2 separate regions of the Zea mays genome follow, and region 2 is linked to region 1. The links are chromatin contacts, called in public Hi-C maps. All regions are on one chromosome and are shown on one strand. The core of a region is the stretch at or near the end of the contact, and the rest is flanking DNA. Distances in the headings are between cores, read along the strand shown. Region 1 holds the start of LOC100191210. Region 2 holds the start of LOC732812 (ADP-ribosylation factor homolog 1).

Region 1 (3,295 bases), core at 502-3,001:
TTGTTCGCTTATTCCCAATACACATGAATTTGATGATATTGAAAAAAAAATTGAGAAAAAGTTTGACTTGTTTGGGATTCAAACTCATTCAATCCCACTAAATCCAAATGGTACGAACAGGTTGCCGATGTGTCGTAAGACACAGATGAATGGCTGGTCAGAGTCGTGGACGAACAAAGTGTTGATGGCCACTTTTTCTGCACTGGTAGCTAGCTAGCTAGCTAGCTCGAGTAATCCCTAGTCAGCACTGGCTTTAGCCTTCGGAGAGGGATGCGCCGCTATCCACCCGGCGCGACCTGGTCGACAAAAGGTTTTCCATATTGTTATTCTCTCGGCAGGCTCTGCGTTAGTTCTTAGGGAGACTATTGATTTTGTTCAGATGGGTGTACAGCAGCTACTCTAATTAATAAATAACAGCATGTGATTTTTTTGTTGTCTCTCTATCGTATTAATTAATGTATCCCAAACTTATATTTGCTCGAAATCCATTTGCGGTATGGAGTTTATTATTCTCATACCGTGGATAGGTTACATTTATTTTCTAATGGGAGTACGATTTACGTAATTTATTTCCCGAGCAAGCAATGGATAGGTACGTACATTTCTTTTTCGCTAGCTATATATCCATGGCGTGGAAAGCTCTGCACCGTATCCACCATTCCACCACCACACAAATGGCCGCTCTGCTCCATCTCTATACTCTAGCTCTACAAGCTACTACTGCTCCCTGCTGCTGTGTACCGACGACAGCGACACCCATGCCATGCTCACCAGCGACCGACAGACACATCTCGCGCGATCGATGAAAAAACTGGTGATTTCTGGCGTGGGCCTCTACAGTACGTGGTTAAAACATGAAAGTTTCCTCGTGGCACGGCACCTACCAGTACCAGCCAGTCATCAGTCAATAACCCAGAGAGACACACCACTCCACACACAGACAGTCTTGAATCAGTCATGTCATGCGGGGCCCACACGCCGCTAAATAAATGCTTGACAGCCAAAAAAAACCGAAAGAAAATTCCCCACGCACCTAGTACAACAACAACAACAACAACGTACTGCTGCATGCGCCGGGGCGCAAGCGCAAGCTCAGAGCCAGGGGAGGGGGGAAAGGGGGTTTTGGAGCTTGCCGCAACGGGACAGAATGGACAGCGCAGAGGAGCTGCTTGCAATTGCAACAACAGGTGTGTGCCGTTAGAGCTTGCAGCTTGGCTTGGCTTCCAGCTGTTGACATCACGCACGCACGATGAAGCATGCATGCTGTGCTGTCGTCAGAGAGGGGTTTAGCTGTAGATTTTAAGCTTAAAACGGCGTGTGTGTATATATATTTATTTTCGGAACTAATTCAGCCAGCCAGACCTGCAGATGTATACTACTATACGCGGTGGCGATGCTACCACGTACGCGCGCGTACCGGCCGGCTTTCTAGAGAAATTAAGAGAGAGAGAGCGAGCGAGAGAGAGAAAAAAAAAGATTGTTTTTTTTCCTCACAAACGGGGAAAACCAGGGTGCGGCAAGATAGACTTTGTTGACGTGACTCGAGAAAAACAGGAGGTTGCGTTTTTCTCGTGGTGGTTTCCCATCTATTGTTTTGTTTTTTTTTGTTTCGATCGATCCGAATTTCCATCGGCGTCGTGTTGCGAGCGAGAGAGAGAGAGAGGAGGGTTTCCAGAGCGGCAGCGGCTGCGGCTGCCTGCCAACCCCTCTACCCCCAGCTCTGCAGGCTGCACCCTAAAGCAGCGAGCCTTTTTACCACTCTTCCTGCTACCACCCCACACGGCGCACACACCACCATCTCTCGTCGCCTCGCCTCCACTTCCTGGGCTACGTACCCATCTCAATCGCTTCGACTCCTCCGCCGCCGCCGCCATGTCGGGGCTCTACAGCCAGGGCTTCTCCCCTGCGCGAAACCTCTCCCCTCAGATTAGAAGCAACCCGGATGTCGATAGGTACAGCGGCGCGCGTGTGGATTTCAATTCTCCTGTGTTTCTATCCAGCGACTACCAAGATTGCCAAGATTGCTTCTTTGCCCCCCCGCCCCCGCCCCTCTCTTCCTTTTTCTTGTCTGGTTTAATAGATGATCCATGATACTGCGATAGCCTTCACGCTTGATGCCATGACTCATCGGTTTGTCCGGTTTCTCGCAGCCAGTACTTGGCGGAGCTGCTCGCTGAACACCAGAAGCTGGGGCCGTTCATGCAGGTGCTGCCCATATGCAACAAGCTGCTGAGCCAAGGTGAGTGAGGTCCTCCCTCTGATCCCCGCCTCGTCGTTTCCTGCAAGCCCGATGAGAGGTTTCCTTTGGTTATCTGAGTGAGCTAGCTCTTCAATCTGCAATCGTCACTCAGCCGGGGACTGCTGCCCTCCCTCCCTCCCTCCCTCGCTCAATGCTTGGATGAGTACTCGGTTTCGATGGCATTGGATTCTACCTCTACGCGTACGATCTCCTTCGGTCCCCCACGGTTCCTTATGTTTCGTTGGTTTATATTTGTGTTGCGAAGCTTAATCCAGTGGTCATCAGAATAATAGATGATCGGGGTTTGGGGAGATATATAATGCCACCTTTGCCGATCGGTCTGGCTGTTAATGTTGATATTTCATATGCTTCCAAGGGGTAGTTGTAGTTGATCTTAACACAAGCAATGGCAAAGCTCCTGTATTAATTGTGCAAGTGTGTTGGATGTTTTGATGGTGATCCTCATATGTTTTCCAGCACATTACCAGCAACAGGGTGGATACGTATCACACAACATACACGTTACTACTTATATTTGAAATTTCTGACCTATTATGAAGAAAAAAATCGAACAAAATTGTGCTTCCTATAATATTTGATTCTAACTGTTGCTGATACTGGAAATGCTGGAGCCTTTGTTTTTGCATTGAAATGTCTTTTTTTTTCTTGATTGGGTAATTGTGCTCTGTCAGCTGACTCTACTCTTTGTGTTCAATGCATATTACCAGACTAAGGGGCTCCCTTTATTTTAACATTGTAGATTGAATAATGTATTGACTGATCAAGTGCCCACTGATCGTGTTATTTGGTTGGGCCATTCTGTAAAAATAATTTTCCACATAGCTAAGTGGCCATCTGTATATTGCAGGCATAATAAGGTGATTTATATCAATGTGCATGTCTTAGTATTTGCTGATATTTTTTTCTTGTTGATTCTCATGGTTTGGTGGGAGTGTCATCTTCTGGCCTCTGTTAGCCTAGTTCTAATCCACGACCTATCTATTTCTTACTGTATGAATGAAACGATCTTCTGAGTTCTGACCTTTGTTGTGCACC
Region 2 (3,295 bases), core at 512-3,011, 220 kb before region 1:
AAAAAAATATTCACTATCAATGCACTAGCACTATCTGGTCAGACAATACACCGGATGCCAGAAAATGGAAAATTCCTTATAGCCATGACTTGATAATACAATTGTATGACTTTGTAATAAAATGTAGTAAAAAAAAATCGTAATGAGCATATGTTACAAAAAATCGTAATGAGCATATGCTCCCAGAAGGTCACTTCAATAGATATTACTACATTGGCATGCAGTAGCATTCGAGGAGGAATTTCTCTAAAAATCAAGGTATGGCAAGCGTCGTACATTGCTACAAGAATCCTTCGCCCTTGTTGGCATGCCAGATCTGTTACATGATTACAATACAGAAAGCTCTGCTATTGTACAAAGCCATGACAGAATATGGGCAGATTACAAAAGGAAGGGGTGCAGCAACATTTAAGTGACTATAAAAGGGAGAGGTGAAGCAACATTTAAATGAGTTCAGTTTGTGGGGTTGCATTCGAACTTCATCTCCGATCTAAGAAAAATCAATTCAATCTAGCCAAAAATGCAGCATCTAGCGATGGTTTAGCTTACCATAGTGTCTCAACATTTAGAGGGTCTTCGGGATCATTGTGTTCGAGCTTATAATTTTATATGTCATCTACATATCTCTACTACTCCTTAAGAACAGAGTGTAAACATCTACAATTTAGTGGTGCACGGTTCTGCCTCGGCCGCCGATGGAAGGTGCCGCGGATCCCCACCCTCCTCCCCACACCACCTCTCCCTCCGCCTGTGCTCCACCTCTCCGTGTCCGCGCATGGAACCCACCCGCGGATCTCGCCCACGATGCACGCCTCCACCGCGCATGGATCCCGCCCGCGCATCGACTCCGTCGCGCGATACCCGCCCCCAGACCCCGTCACGCGATACCCGCCCCCAGCCCACGCCCCCACCGGGCTCCCTAGACGCACACACGCAGGCGGCGGTGGTGCCCATGGCTTCGTGGTTGTTGCTCCCCTTCTCCTCCTTCTCGTGGCCTGCCCCGCCCCCACCTGGCTCCTCCTCTTGTCGCGGCAGCGATGGTGGCGGAGACAGCGGCTATTGGAGGTCGACCGTCGTCGCAGCCTTCGCGGGTGCGCAAGTCGGCTGTGCTCTCCGTCGCCGCTTCGTCGGCCTCCTCCGCTCACCAGTACCGTGCCTCGCCTCGCCTTCCATTTGGTTGTAACTTGGGATGCATACCATGATAATGTTTGCTTAGTCTGTTCCTAACCAAACAGGCTTCAGTCTGTTGTTGACTAAGCTCTCACACTCATTGTTGATTGGATGGAGATTTTTGTGTGTGTGCTCGATCAAATACTTAATGTCAAGTGAACCTTGCTACTCTAGGAGGTGCGACATCTTGATGCCTTGACGAAAATGGGTAGCTTTTGGTTTGAAGGATTAGAATCTGTGCGGGCCGTGCCAGGGGTCTGACGGGCCGGAATTTGAAGCCCGGCCCAAGCCCGTTTTCGGACCGCGCTAGTTCGGTCTATATTATTTCGTGTCGAACCGTGTTTTAACTCCTATTTTCGGGTCGTGCTCATGGTGGCCCGAAAAGCCCGATCTATATTTCCAGCACTACCTATATGCATGCTCCATTCAATATCAATCAATGTTAATCGAGTATAATAGCTCAATGTCTAAATTTTCACCCTAACCTGCATCACAACTCTCCTTCGGTGGTTCCTGCACTTGAGTAGTCGAATATCGAATACGCATACATACACATGCGGTGGAGGTGAGACGCGTTGGGTTGACGCGACCCGCAGCAAAAGGAAGCTTGGCTCGGTTCCCCTCCTGCGGCCTATTGGCTTCTGGCCTCGTATAAAAAAGGCGAGGACGCGCTCCACCGCCAGAATCATCGTCACCCCGGAGCCTCTCCTTCCCGGTCTCCTCCGCCCGTTGCCTTCGTCCCCTCCATCTCCGGCTGCGTCGCCGGCGAGCCCGACACCGCGAATCGGATCCGCCGACAAGGTGAGAACCAGCGCCCTCCCGCCTACCCCGCTCCCCTCCCCTCCCTTCCCCCACGGAGGATCGCTCCCCCCGCGCACGGGATCTATCCTAGGTAGAACGCTCTCGCCGACCGTTCGCGCGCTCTGGGCTGCGTGCCGGTCGATCCGCTCGCCATTTCCTGCGGATCTCGTACCGCCCGGCCTTCGGTTCGGTCCCTAGGTGGATCTGGGCGCTGCGACGCGTAGATCTAGCGGCCTGTGGCCGTGTGAGGGACATGCGTGGGATGGATCGGCGTCCTGATGACCTGGGTTTCGTGTCTGCTGCAGGTGAGAGGGAAGAGATGGGGCTCACGTTCACCAAGCTGTTCAGCCGGCTGTTCGCCAAGAAGGAGATGCGGATCCTGATGGTGGGACTCGACGCCGCCGGAAAGACCACCATCCTCTACAAGCTGAAGCTCGGCGAGATCGTCACCACCATCCCCACCATCGGTAAGCGCGCCAGCATACATAAGCACCACGTTGTGAATTAAGTTATGCTCGTGGTATCATGATTTTGGACAGGGCTGCCAAATAGTTGTTGGATAATTCCACGGCCACCTAGTTTAGTTGAAAATTCAGGCTGCATGGCTACGCGAATATCAATAACGGAACTCACCACTTTGATCATTTTTTATCTAAAAAAATCTAGGCGCAACAAGACTGGTGAACTAGCTTAATGCATTTCTGTTAATTTTTCATAGGACGTGCATCCTCTTCCACTGAGTTTTTTTAGCGCACCAGCTGTTGGCCTCTGTGATCACTCAATTAATTGAACAGCTAATGAACAGATTAAAGCCTCTTTAGCAAGCAGATAGAGCAGCAAATTTACTTGAATACAATAAATTGATGAATGGCAGCGACCGCTAAATGAATACTTGCTTGACAGAGCACCATGGGATTTTTTAAAGCAACTTGAACACCAAATTCCATTTGAAATTGTTCACTTAAAATCAAACATGCCTCTTGCCTTTACCCGTGAGCTGCGATATTACGTGTTCTGTTTCTCAGCGTTGTCTTACCTTCAAATACAGGATTCAATGTTGAAACTGTGGAGTACAAGAACATCAGCTTCACTGTCTGGGATGTCGGGGGCCAGGACAAGGTATGAAGATTGATGACTGAATTTTGTGTCAACATTTTAGTAATATGGCATTGCTTCTTCTATCTCATGTTACTCGTTTCCTGTAAGGGCTTGTTCGGTTATTCCCAATACACATGGATTTGATGGGATTGGAAAAAATCGAGAAGAAGTTTGACTTGTTTATGGATTCAAACCCATCCAATCCCACTCAATCCACATGGATTGA

Evidence for each region. A called contact is a pair of places that touch in the nucleus more often than the background predicts.
Region 2: a contact with region 1 is called in a Hi-C map of ear, with 2.5 times the contacts expected there. The contact joins the promoter of LOC732812 here to the promoter of LOC100191210 in region 1. A contact is called at or near these places in 8 of 25 Hi-C or Micro-C datasets (bundle sheath, ear, leaf and 2 more).

Annotation. Positions count from the first base shown.
Region 1 is chr5:3,123,115-3,126,409 of Zm-B73-REFERENCE-NAM-5.0, reverse strand. LOC100191210 reads left to right here and starts at 1,751. Exons shown (of 7, transcript NM_001136644.1): 1 at 1,751-1,952; 2 at 2,151-2,239. The coding sequence starts at 1,873.
Region 2 is chr5:3,347,126-3,350,420 of Zm-B73-REFERENCE-NAM-5.0, reverse strand. It overlaps LOC732812 (ADP-ribosylation factor homolog 1), which reads left to right and starts at 1,761. Exons shown (of 7, transcript NM_001112427.2): 1 at 1,761-1,971; 2 at 2,277-2,438; 3 at 3,020-3,090. The coding sequence starts at 2,291.